Regions from separate parts of the Sus scrofa genome. Here region 2 is linked to region 1. A link is a contact called in public Hi-C data. All regions are on one chromosome and are shown on one strand. Each heading gives the region's core, a stretch centred on a gene start, on an enhancer-like site or on the middle of the called end of the contact. The rest is flanking DNA. Distances are from core to core; before and after follow the strand shown.

What was found. Hi-C and Micro-C count contacts between places; a contact is called where the count stands out from the background.
Region 2: a Hi-C map of skeletal muscle shows a contact between it and region 1, with 2.8 times the contacts expected there. The contact joins two enhancer-like sites. A contact is called at or near these places in 3 of 47 Hi-C or Micro-C datasets (embryonic fibroblasts, skeletal muscle and subcutaneous adipose tissue).

What each region holds. Positions count from the first base shown.
Region 1 is chr13:75,129,375-75,136,351 of Sscrofa11.1, reverse strand. The region is part of intron 3 of SLCO2A1 (solute carrier organic anion transporter family, member 2A1); the gene reads left to right. Among named protein-coding and RNA genes, the nearest start is that of SLCO2A1, 57 kb to the left of the region's middle. Within about 2 kb of position 3,446, at least 22 of the 83 cell types and tissues checked have an H3K27ac peak or open chromatin away from gene starts, as enhancers often do. A contact at or near this core is called in skeletal muscle, where this site is marked.
Region 2 is chr13:75,440,487-75,446,703 of Sscrofa11.1, reverse strand. It overlaps LOC106505688 (a long non-coding RNA gene), which reads left to right. Exons shown (of 3, transcript XR_001300331.2): 2 at 4,238-4,372. Among named protein-coding and RNA genes, the nearest start is that of RYK, 53 kb to the right of the region's middle. Within about 2 kb of position 3,278, at least 10 of the 83 cell types and tissues checked have an H3K27ac peak or open chromatin away from gene starts, as enhancers often do. A contact at or near this core is called in skeletal muscle, where this site is marked.

The DNA.
Region 1 (6,977 bases), core at 2,197-4,696:
CCATTGTTCTCCTATGGATTACTCCGGAGGTTTGGGTCTTACTAACCTCCTCTGCATTTGGCTTTCCTCACCCACAAGCCATGTCCCCTTCTGAGCAGGGAGGTAATGAGTGGCTCTCAAGGACCATGACCTGAAGGAGACTTCACTGCCTCCCTCCTGTCTGCTGGGAGAATTGTCTTTCCTCTACGAGAATGATGAGAAGGACTAGTCCAAGGAAAGCCCATTCACCATGGCCTTCCTATGTTGCTCCACCGTTCTAGGGTCCTCTCTCAGCTCCAGTGCTGGATCTTTGAGCCAAGACCTCTTATTAGACCCTTGACTGCCTCCCACTGGCCTCAGCCTGGCCTCACTTGGAATGCGTGTCCTAGAACAATGGAACAACCAGACCTTGGTCTGCCTAGATCTGTCCTGCCTCCATGGGAACCATTCTAGGAGGTAGACCTTCCTGCCTCAGCATCCCCTATCTTTCCAAATCTGTCCAGAAATTAGAGCTGAGATTCCACAGAAGTGAATTATGGGGTGAGTCAGAAGGTTGACTGGCGTGCAGCTGGGCTGCTGCAGGGGTAGCTGGTGGAGGGGAGAGGTCTCAGCCTGTTTCTAGTTAGCATCTCACAGCCCTGTGAAAACTGGCACAGCCAGACCTCTGGTGTCTTGTGGGAAGAAGAATGTGCTCTGATAAACCTGAGCCTTCCAGAAGGGGGCCTCAGGGAAGATGAGAAACAGACTGACAGCCAGCTGTGGAACCCTCCCTGACCTCCCTTTCCCAGGCCCCCCAAGGCGGAGGCAGGCAAGCCAAGTTTGCAGTGGCTGAGATAGGCAGATGTTTCTCTGACATGGTGGGCAGGTCGCAGGAGCAGGGTGGTGAGCTTCTGTAGGTCAGTGAGGAAGCCCGGGTACAGGACCTTTGCTGGAACACCTGAGAAACGGGAGAGGAAGCTCTTTCTTCTTCACAGGGGCCAAGCTCCTGAAAGAAGCTAAAGAATCTGACCCAGGGAGGAGAGCAGTGGGGTGGGCTTAGGAAAGCTGAGACCCCCAGCTTTGCTAAAAGACTCCTAATGCAAGGTCTTTCCCTCCCTCCTCCTCCATCACTGTCTTTCTTCTTCTTCTTCTTCTTCTTCTTTTTTTTTTTAATCTTTTAGGGCTGTACCTGTGGCATATGGAAGTTCCCAGGCTAGGGGTCCAGTGAGAGCTACAGCTGCCAGCCTACACCACAATCACAGTGACTCGGGATCTGAGCTGCTTCTGCGACCTACACCACAGCTCATGGCAACACCGGATCCTTAACCCATGGAGCGAGACCAGGGATCCAACTTCGTCCTCATGGATACTAGTTGGGTTTGTTACCACTGAGCCACAGTGGAACTCCCCTTCTTCTTTTTAAGAGAGGAGCCTAAATTCTAGAAGACTCTGTCCTCCCCAGAGTGAGCTGGCCACGGCCACCTTCTGCAGAGAGTCCCAGGCCTGGGTTCTTGGGTAGCCCACCCTCTGTCCGTCTCTGACAAAAACACCTGTCTCCACATCAAGCCAGGCAGCATCGGGTCTTACCCATTGTCACGCCCTGCTCTTCCTGTGTCCAAGGCACCCAGCATCCACACCAGCCAGCCAGCTGCTGCTTCCCTTCTTGAAGGCAGTGCACCCAAGTAGATTTAAGGGCCCTTCCCCTTTCCCCTGTGTCAGAGCCTGGCCTGGTGGATTTGACCCCATTTAGGGCTGGCATAAGGAAAAGAGAATTTGTTGGGAGATCTGGAGTCAATTTGAAATGCAAAAGAGGAACATAGTAGACTTGGATTTCACGGGAGCCAGTTGATTATTTTTAAAATACACGTTTTTAATAAAGGCAGTTTCTGACATGTAATCTGACATTCTAGAAGTTGGTGATACCATTGAAAGATCCCCAGAGAGGTCTGCCTCCTGAACACTTCACGAGGTGAAATTTCATGAAGGTGTTTGTGGCATCAGTGCACCGTGCAATGTGCCATGTAAAGACTTAACAAGCCAGTCAACATCTTTATGATCCTCGATGGCCATCGAATGGCCCACAAAAAACAATTTTGCCAGCCAAGCTGGCAACAATGTTCTAATAAATGTGACTTGAGGAAAATAGTAAGAATCAGCACAATCAAGAACTAGAATCCAGAAAAGAGAAACACTTACTCTCTGGCCCTTTTTGTTTCTCAGGCTCCTGCTCCCCCTTGTGTCCCTTACACACACTGGCTGTGGGCTGGGCATCCCCACGTGCACAGCTGTGGTGTGGACCAGAACGCCCTGCCTGCCTCTTGTGCAACGTGCAGCCTCGCCTGTCCTGTTTTACTGCCCAAGTAGCTGTCGACTGGGTCGATTCCGCTCTTTGCATGCAGCCTTGCAAAGTGGTGCAAGTTGATCCAGTGTGAACTGCACTCTCATGATCTTCGCACTTCACCCTTGGGCTGTGGTCCAGGCCCCTTGGAGGGACACACCAACCCTCCAGGAACGGCCAGGCTCATCCTGGATGTGTTTGCTTTACCAACCCCACCGAACCTCTGAGCTGCTCCCCTCCTTCCCTTCTGTCTCCTCCTGTGGATTCTTCTCAGCCCAGAGGCCACTTTCTCCAGGAATCCTTCCCAAACCCTCTCTCCAGGAGACACTGAGTTTGGTGCTCCCCCATGTGCTCCCTGGCCCACGATCCTTTCCCAGCTCAGTGGATACCAGGCTATATATTCTTTTATGGTGGTGAAATAAACATAACAAATTTTCCATTTGAATATGTCCAATTCCATGGCATTAAGTACCTTCACACTGTTGTATAACCATTATCACCATCCATCTCCAGATCTTTTTCATGTCCCGACTGAAACTATCCACTAATCACTAAGGCCCCATCCCCTCTTCCCCCAGCCCCTGCCTGGCACCACCATTCTACTTTCAGTCTCTATGAATTTGTCTATTCCAGGTCTTCCTATCAATGGAATCATGCAACTTTTGTGCTTCTGGGTCAGGCTGATTTCAATTAGCACCGTATCTTCAAGGTTCATTCATTTTCTAAGTAGTATGTGTCAGAATTCAACTGTATGCATATATCACCTTGTTTATCCATTCATCCCTCGACGGACATTTGGGTTGTTTCCACCTTTTGGCTATTGTGAATAATCCTGTTGTGAAGACTGGTGTACAAATAGCTGTTTAAGTCCCAGCTTTCAAATCTTTAGGGTAAATATCCAGAACTGTAAATTCTGGAGAATACGGTAGTTCTATTTCTAGCGTTTTGGAGAACTTCCATCCTGGTTTCCACAATGGCTGTACCATTTTACTTTCTTACCAGCAATGCACAAAGGTTCTAATTTCTCCATGTCTCACCCAACACGTTTTTTCTGGTTTTTGATGGGTGTGAAGTGATATCTCACTGTGGTTTTGAGTTGACCAGACAGGGTTGTGGCTGCTTCTCTGATGGTGTGTACATCACAGCAGACAGAAGGGTTTGGCAGGGCAGCACCTGCACCTGTCTCAGGCACCCCAGCAGAGTCACTTTCAGCCCAGTAACTGAACAAATGAAAGTGAATGGAATTTGCTCCAGGTGTCTTTCCAGGACGCAGCATCTCGGCTCTCCCTGTGATGAGCTGACCAGCCTGGGTGTGGTCCCTCAGCAGCTGCGCTGGCAGCAGGGGCCAGTCTTTGCACCTCTTTCCCCGTGAGGTCATTTGCCTTTGGGTGACCGTTACGCCACTCTCGCACATAAGGGAGCCCTAACCCTGCCTCCCTATAGCCAACAGCACAACATGTGACAGGGAGCTGCTGTCACACCTAGTCAGAGACCGGCAGCTCAGCCAAGCACATTGGCAAGTAACAGCTGCTCACAGTTTTAGGGAATTTCAAACCTGGCTCATTTCCTTGAATGAAACCTACTCACAATTTATTTGACTCTTCTGAAAAGCAATACCCATTTGAGAACTTGGCAGCAGCTTCTGTATTTATGAGCCCTTTAGACGTGCGTCAACTCAAAGTTGGCAGAGGGAAGTGAGCAGGGCGTGCGTGCCAATTGTTTGAATGACCGCACGGCTGCACTTGGCCAGTTGGCAGTGCGAGTCAGAGGGTTCTCAGGCCAGGCAGTCTGCTCTGCCCTCAGTCCTGAACATGCCTATGTGGGCTCGAGAAGCCTAGTGGGGTCTTTTTCTAAAGACCAGCACAGCCCATAGCGTGTAAATGTTCATCTGCTCGGGTGTCCTGTGTGGCCCCCACACCCAGTGCACCGTGAGCTGTGAGCCTGACATTCTGCCTGCCTGGCTCTCTGGCAACTGCCCACCCTCTGCAGTGCATGGCCCCTTCTCAGAGTCCTCTGAGGTCTTTCAAAGTCAAGGTCACTGACATGGGGAGTCAAGATTCGGGACTAGAATCTGGGTCCCAGGCTCCCAGTCCAGCCCTTCCAACATCTGCGGGTCTTGCCTGCCCACAGCCACCTGGGTCTCCCCTGGGGATGGGTCTGAGTCTGCCAGCACCACAGCCCTATCTCTGAGTGTTGGACACAGGCCAGTGTTGGTGAAAGCGGCCCTGAGTGAAGTGAGGGGTGGGCTATCCTGAGGTCTCTTTCTCAGCAGGAAGGTGTCACAGTTTTGGGCCTTCAGACCTAAGTGATCTATCTTCCTGAGAATCAGGCTCTTGCACCATCACTGAGCCACACTGGCCTTCCTAGAGGGAGGCAGGCATGGCCATCAGCCACACTGACTGACCAGCTGGTCCAACTTTTCATGCCTACTATGCTTTCTGAAATCATTGCCTTTCAGCCCTTTAATGCCCCATAGGGATGCTCCCTATCCAGTCACCTTACGGTTTCTTCCTACAGGGAAACAGGCTCAGAGAGGTTGAGAAATTGCTTAAGGCCACACAGCTTATCTTTCCTTTGTTTTAAATGCCTTGAGTGAGATATGGTTAATATGTAAAAATCTGTATATTAATGTATAAAACTATGAGTTTGAGGATGGTTATATAACTGTGACATCGTCACCACCATCAAGGCTACAGACATATCCATCATGTCCCAAAGTTTCCTCCTGTCCCTTTATTATTTGTGTGTGTTTGTGTTTTAAGAATACTTAAAATCTACCCTCTTGGTAAATTGTTATTATTATTATTTTTGTTTTTTGCTAGGGCTGTGCCCGAGGCATATGGAGGTTCTCAGGCTGGGGGTCTGATGGGAGCTGTAGCCACCGGCCTACACCAGAGTCACAGCAACACGGGATCTGAGCCGAGCTGGCAACCTACACCACAGCTCACAGCAACACCAGGACCTTAACTCACTGAGTGAGGCCAGGGATCAAACCTGCAACCTCATGGTTCCTAGTCAGATTTGTTAACCACTGAGCCACAATAGGAACTTCCCTCTTGGTAAATTTTAAGTATGCAATGTGTATTTTTATCTTTATGCCCCCCACCATGCTTTCTAGTAGTAGATCTCCAAAACTTATCTGACATAACTGAAACTTATACCCTTGATCACCACCTCCCTGTTTCACCCTCAAAGCCCCCTGGCAACCACCATTCTATTCTGCTTCTATGTGTTCGACTATTTGAGATTCCACCTATAAGTGAGATCGTACAGTATTTGTCTTTCTGTGTCTGGCTTATTTCACCAAAATCCATGTCTTAACTCTTGATACTGTGTGTTTGTTTCATCTCCTTGTCTGAGATTTCAGCAACACTCCCAACCAGCAGCCAGCCCCTTTCCAGGACACCTCTGCCTGGGAGGAAGTAGGCGAAACTTCCCAGCCACCTACAGAGGTTAGAGGGCTCATGAGTTTGAATGTAACTAGCAGAATCTCCCCAGGCCTGGCTCTTCTATCCCTATAAAATGTGTGTTGTCTTTTCAAAGCTGCCATTTCAGACCTGATTTCATTAAGGACTTTGAGTCAGGCATACATGGGTTCAAATACCAGCTCTGGCCCAGTCACCTCTGTGCGTAGGACGCAATGTATGTCATAGCCTTGGCAGCGTCTGCCGGTGCAGTGAATGGAAGTTTAAAAATTCTGGCCCTGGGACTTGGGTCTCTACAGTAGAGTGTGTACATCAGAGAAAGAGTTAACACCCCACCAGGGAGAGACGGTGGAGGAGGTGGGATGGGCAGAGAAACTCAGCCCCAGCGTGCTGCATACTTTTGTAGGCCTAGGGCAACAGCTATGGAACAAAGAAATAACAAATGGGAAAGACATTGTTCAACTGGAGCTACATTTTTTTTTTTTTTTTTTTGTCTTTTTAGCTATTTCTTGGGCCGCTCCCGCGGCATATGGAGGTTCCCAGGCTAGGGGTCTAATCGGAGCTGTAGCCACCGGCCTACGCCACAGCCACAGCAACGCAGGATCCGAGCCACGTCTGCAACCTACACCACAGCTCACGGCAACACCGGATCGTTAACCCACTGAGCAAGGGCAGGGACCAAACCCGAAACCTCATGGTTCCTAGTCGGATTCGTTAACCACTGCGCCACTACGGGAACTCCCTGGAGCTACATTTTTTAATGAAAAAATAGTTTTAATTTAAAAGCTTTTATGGCTGCTTTATTTCAGAAACATCATGTGCTCATTACACAAGAATTAGAAAGTATACTGAGGCAAACACGCACACACAGACACACACACAAAGTCACAGCACAGTCCCATCACCGTGAGAGAGCCATGGTCTTCCACACTTTCTCTGCCTGTTCGATGAGGCTGCACAAATTAAGGATCACACTCTTCGCCAAACTACTCCTTGTCTTTTGAGTCTACAAGATGTTACAGCTGACTTTCTGTGTCACTGAGGCTACAGCCCCAATCTAATTCTAAGAGGCTGCCTCCTGTTTCCCTGTTTGGCTGGACCACTCTCTAACCGAACCCTGCATTGAAATGTGGGATAGTGCGTGTGGGGTGGGAGGAGGAGGAGGGTACAGAGGGACACTAACCAAAGTCCAGGGCTGGCCGCTGGCCTGGCTGCCCACAGCTTCCCTGAGCACAGAGCTGGTGTCAGATCTGGAT
Region 2 (6,217 bases), core at 2,029-4,528, 310 kb before region 1:
GAGTGGGGCAGGAGGAGGATTCCGCCTGAAGAGGGAGCTCTAATTCTTGCCTCTACTCAAATCCTCTCTTTAGTATTCTGGGGCCCACATGCATTGCACTGATTTTGTGCTGAAGAATCTCCATGGACTTTAGCGGTGATGCGGTTAGACTGGACGGCCTTTAAGCCTTGAGCTCTGAAGACTCTTTCTAAAAATGAGTGGGATTGTATTTCCCACTGAGCCCAGGCAGGGATATGATTTCAGCAATGATTTGCCCCAGAAATTCACCCCCTTCCCACAGAGTTACTTCAAGCCAGGGCCCCCTTGACTGTCGTCTCCCTCCCCACAACCCCTGTGAATCCAGTATGTTCGGCAGAACTGGGCAGGCATGGGAGTTCCTGTCATGGCTCTGCATTAACGAACCTGACTAGGATCTATGAGGACGAGAGTCGATACCTGCCTTTGCTCAGTGGGTTAAGGATCCGGCATTGCCATGAGCTGTGGCGTAGGTTGCAGACGCGGCTCAGATCCTGTGTTGCTGTGGCTGTGGTGCAGGCCTGCAGCAGTAGCTCCGATTTGACCCCTAGCCTGAGAACTTCTATATGCCTCAGGTGCAGGCCTAAAAAAAAAAAAAAAAAGAACTGGGCCAGCTCCTGTCTCTGGAGCGTCCATACCCTTAGGTGAAAGGCTGACACCCTCCCCACCCCAACCTAGAGTCTCACTCTACCCTCGGCCTTAAAATCCACTGAAGTTTACCAGGCTTTACCTCCTCCACATTGAGAAAAATCAACTGAGATAATAAACCCTTTGGAAAACTATATTTTTCCGAACATAGCATTATAAAGAGGAATGTTTCTTAAATATGAGTGTGCTTTAGAATCACCAGATAGGGAGTTCCCATTGTAGCTCAGTGGGTTGAGAACCCGACACAGTGTCCATGAGGATGTAGGTTTGATCCTAGGCCTTGCTCTGTGGGTTAAGGATCTGGTGTTGCCATGAGCTGCAAGGTAGCTTGGAGTTGTGGCTCTGATCCCATGTTGCTGTGGCTGCAGCAATTCAACCCCTCACCCCAGAACTTCCATATGCCATAGGTGTGGCTGTAAAAAGAGAGAGAAGAAAAAAAAAGAATCACCAGTTAGTGGGAATGGGTGAAAGGGTTTATTTAAAATGTTTTTTCCTCAGTCCACTCCTCACAGATTCTGAGTCAGTAGGACACAGATTCTGTCTCAAGTGGGACATAGGACTCTGCACGTGTCCTAAGGATTGTCCCGAAATCGTCCTAAGGATGCCATTGATCTCGGGACACAGATGACCATGCGTTCAAGTCCACTTGGAATGAACTCTCCCTCTCCAGAGATTTTGACAAATCCTTCGAGGGGTTTTTGGTTTTTTGTTTTGTTTTTTTTAAATCTCGTGCCCCTGCAAGGAAGAACATAGGGACTGGGGCCAAGAGGGGGACCTGTTGTGCAGGGTGGGGAATGTGCAGCCCACCAGGATGGACCCTCGGGGCGTCCCGTAAAGTCCTTGGTGAGCGTGGAAGAGGGCCACACACAGAGGCTCCCACCTCCTGCTTGTGTTACAGGAATTGGGCACTCATGAAGCAGACCAAAACCTAACAAAACCCACTGGATTTGAAATGCCTCAGCTGGAATCTGAACCAACCCCAAAGGGTCATAGTTCCAAAGTCTGGCCCTCGAAGCAGTGTCAGCAACAATCTTCACAAAACCCAATGCGTGGGCTCTTGGCCCCCAGTAAACTCTAAGAACTGTCGAGACAAAAACAGTGGACTGTTGGCTGCAGCACACACGAGTGATCTTCAAGCTCTTTTGATCCAGGTCTTGGTCTCCAAACAGTTTTCTACATGCACCCCTGAAGGGGTCCCTGATACACCATATGGCTGGCTGTACTCCTACCCCAGTACTACTGATCTCAAGGCCCAGTGGTGTTTATTATTATAACAGAGCTCACCATAAACATTTGATAGAACTTCAAATGCTTTTGAGAGGTTTGAGTTTGGGAGACCGGAGTCTTATCAATTCGGAATAGACTCTCATTGTTTTTATGTCCTGAGCAGCTAAGAGCTTGTATGAGGTGTGGGGTGACCACTCAATCATTTCTCTTTCTCTGGTCACTTGTGAGATACTGTCTGTGTGACCTTCAGACCCTGGTTCTTCATAGGGAATTCTTTTCCTTTTTTCCTTTTTTAGCTGCTTCTGCAGCACATGAAAGTTCCCTAGGCCAGGGATTGAATCTGAGCTGGACTTGCAACTTATACCACAGCTGCAGCAGCGCTGGATCCTAAACCCATTGCGCTGGGCCGGGGATGGAACCGGAGCCTCCACAGAGACAAGCTGGATCATTATCCCACTGTGCCACATGGGAACACCCGTGGGAATTCCTAAAAAAGCAACTTGTTTGTGCTATAAGGATTAGGTTAGGTAAAGTACATAATACACTCCATAAGCCCATCCCAACAAGGACACACAAATCCTGTCACATAGGCCTTATTGACACAGGGCTATTTGACATCCATTCCAGTGAGTCACCACCAATTTGGCCATCAAATATTAGTGAAGCTGCATTCTTACTTGTAGATTAAAAATATAAGTTAATGCAGAATAAAAATTCTAGTATTTTTCTTTACTACCTCCAAGAGATCATCTCACATACCCAGTTTGGAGACCAGTGGTCTAACGATATCCACCCCCCCCGGGGGGGGGCCTACACCTCTGAAAGTGGCCTTCCTCATTCAAGAAGGGGACCCAGATTTCCCGTCGTGGTGCAGTGGTTAATGAATCCGACTAGGAACCATGAGGTTGCGGGTTCGATCGCTGGCCTTACTCAGTGGGTTAAGGATCTGGCGTTGCCGTGAGCTGTGGTGTAGGTTGCAGATGTGGCTCGATCCCACGTTGCTATGGCTCTGGCCAATTAGACCCCTAGCCTGGGAACCTCCATATGCCACGGGAGCAGCCCAAGAAATGGCAAAAAGACAAAAAAAGGGGGGGGGACCTGACAGTTGGCTAGGCCCCCAAAATGAGACAGGCAAAAATTCTGACATAGCACAAGAAACAGGCTTATACTTTGACATCTGCAGTGGCCAACTTTCCGTGCTCCCTTTTGTTTGTTTGGAGGGTAGGCAGGCTGAAGGCTGTGCTGAGGGCTGTGGTAAGATGGGGCAGGCCCCCTAGAATTTGCGGGACTCCCTTGGGCTCACAAGTTCAGCTCAGGCTGTGTTCCCTAGGGGTCAACCTTAGTCAGTGGGGGGACAGCGGCCAGGTTCCTGTCCAGAGTGTGGGGAAACAGCGGCCCCTGGTGGCTGAGACACACATCCTTTGTGCTGTAACATTTGCTGAATGAAACCCAGTTTGGGAGTTCGAGTGCTGGTTACACAGACATGGGTAGGATAGACCTGGCTTCCTATCTGGGCCCATCTGTGTGACCCCAGGCAAATTACCATCTCTGAGTCTTAGAGTGTTGCCAGGAGTCAATGAGATGTTGAGTGAAATGTTGTGAAGAGTGCTGAGCACAAAGGAAGAACAGCTATGATGGTCATGATGATGAATATTGGGGCTTCTCAACATCTAAAAGCACCTGGAGGATTTCCCGCTGTGCAATAACAGGATCAGCGGTGTCTCTGGACCACTAGGGCACAAATTTGATCCCTGGCCCATCACAGTGGGTTAAGGAACTGGCATTGCCACAGCTACAGTGCAGGGCACAGCTGTGGCTCAGATCTGATCCCTGGCCTGAGAACTCCATATGCTCCAGGGTGGCCAAAAAATAAAAAAAATAAAAGCACCTGGAAAATACCTCTGAGGGGTAGTCCCAGAGAGAGTGGGAAATCCTGAGCAGAAACTCTCACGTTTCTGTGCTAGAGAGACACAGATGAGCAGTGAATGTGTCCTGGACAGGGTGAGCATGAGCCCGGGAGTGTGCACGAGCATGAGCACAGCCACAACGGAAAGGCAGAGAGCTCTGGATCACACTCATTGCACCCACCCCAGAGGTGAGCAGTGGGGACCAAAGGGAAGCCAGGGTCACCCATTCTTCTAATCACACTCCAAAGCTCAACTCTGGGAAGAGGGTGGGGGATTATTATTCACACAATGCTTAGTGATCACCTGCTGTATGCTATTCAGGGTAAATGGAAGACACTATCACAAGACACTTTCAAAGAGAGATCGGAACTAAACAACAGGCATGTGGGGAGGCCAGTTTAGACTGATGGCCTGGGGACTAACGATTGTATTCCCTGCAGCCATCAGGACAGAATCCGGGGAAGTGCACCAGCCAGGCCCAGGCAGAGTGAGGATTCCTTAGCTCAGGTGGCCTGCCAGGGATGCATCAACACCCAGCTCTTGCCTGCACAGATGAAGCCAGGAAGATGTCTGAGGTACAGTCTCTCAATCACTCCTACCCCACCTCTGGGGCTTCATTCAATTAAAATTTGGTTCTGTTCAAATCTAGCAACCTCTGAGAGTCCCCCTCACCACCCACAGAAGGGTGTGCTGATGGAGAAAGAAGGAGGGGCTGGTGTTCCAAAGAGAGCTGCCAAGCCCCAGTGGGCCCTTCTGAGACTCTCAGTCCTTCCACAGTTCATTAAATTGAAGTATATCAAGGAGTTCCCTTCTTGGCTCAGCGGTTAACAAACCCGACTAGTATCCATGAGGATGCAGGTTCAATCCCTGTCCTCACTCAGTGGGTTGAGGCTCTGGCATTGCTGAGCTGTGGTGTAGGTTGCAGATGGGGCTCAGATCCAGCATTGCTGTGTCTGTGGTATAGGCCGGCAGCTGTAGCTCTAGTTCTACCCCTAGCCTGGGAACTCCCATAAGCCTCAGCTGCGGCCCTAAAAAGCAAAAAAAAAAAAAAAAAAAAAAAAAGTATATCAAAATACATGGACCACATCCTGCCCCTGATTCACAGACTTCTAGCTTACAGGGATCCATCCTTGTGAGCTCACGGTGCTTAGGACTTAATAGTACTTCTTCAACACCTGCCATGTCCTGGGCAGGGTTAAGAAAAGTAGGAGGAGGGAAGGAAGGGTGCTGAGGTCAGGGAAGGGTTTGTGCCTGGGTTGTGGAGTCTCCTTCCTCATGACTTGGTCTCTCTCTCTCCTACCTATGTCACCCCATTCACCCAGTTGGGGATACTTCGGGCCTGCCTTTGGCCCCCTCCTGTGTCTACCAAGCATGACTCACCACATACTCCTCTGCCCCCAGCACTTACACAAATGCAGGCTTCTTGGTCATATTTTGAACAGTGACACCCCTCCAGTATTACAACCCTCCTGCCATGGTCCAGTACAGCTGTGTATCTTGAGGGTGGGCTAGGGTGGGAGATGAGCTGAGAACCACTCACCATTGAAACGCCATCGCTGTAGAAACATTCCAAGCTCAGACAACTAGATCCTGAAGCTCCAAGTTGCTCGTCGCTGTGGATCCGTCTTCCCCTCTCCAGGCTCGACCCTCTCTTGCCTTTCATCTCTCCCTGACACCTTGATCCTGTTGTTTTTGGCTCTATCCTAAAATCTTTTTTTTTTTTTTTTTTTTTTTTTTTTTGTCTTTCCTGTTTTTTAGGGCTGCACCCATGGCATATGGAGGTTCCCAGGCTAGGGGTCTAATCGGAGTTGTAGCCGCCGGCCTACACCAGAGCCACAGAAATGCCAGATCTGAACCACGTCTTTGACCTACACCACAGCTCACAGCAACGCCAGATCCTTAACCCACTGATCGAGGCCAAGGATCAAACCGGCAACCTCATGGTTCCTAGTCAGATTCGTTTCCTCTGCGCCATGATGGGAGCTTCTCTATCCTCAAATCTCAAGTGGAAGAAAAACAAAGGAAGGAGCCAATCAATGGAAAAGGACTCTTCCTAATTCAAAAGTCTTTTAAAATTCCTTTCTGAGAGTTTAGAAGGCTTTAGTTAAAGGTACATGTAAAACTAAAGCAAAAAAAATTTTTCAAGTTAATTACTAATTTCAAGGGGAGGGGGGGACAAAGGAAACGTAACCACAGTAAAGCTCTATAACTCAGCCATGAACTACACTCCAATATTTATCTCCAAACTAACTAATGCTTTTACTGTTGAAGTATTAACTATTAAAAACAACTAAAAGTAGTTAATTATTATTACTTCAGGATGGAGAGAATGGCAGTGGGGCATGGAGATGGTGTTAGTGCTAAACCTTCATCTTCCGTAATAGGAAATCAAGGTGATGTCTAGAATTGAAAAATACAGA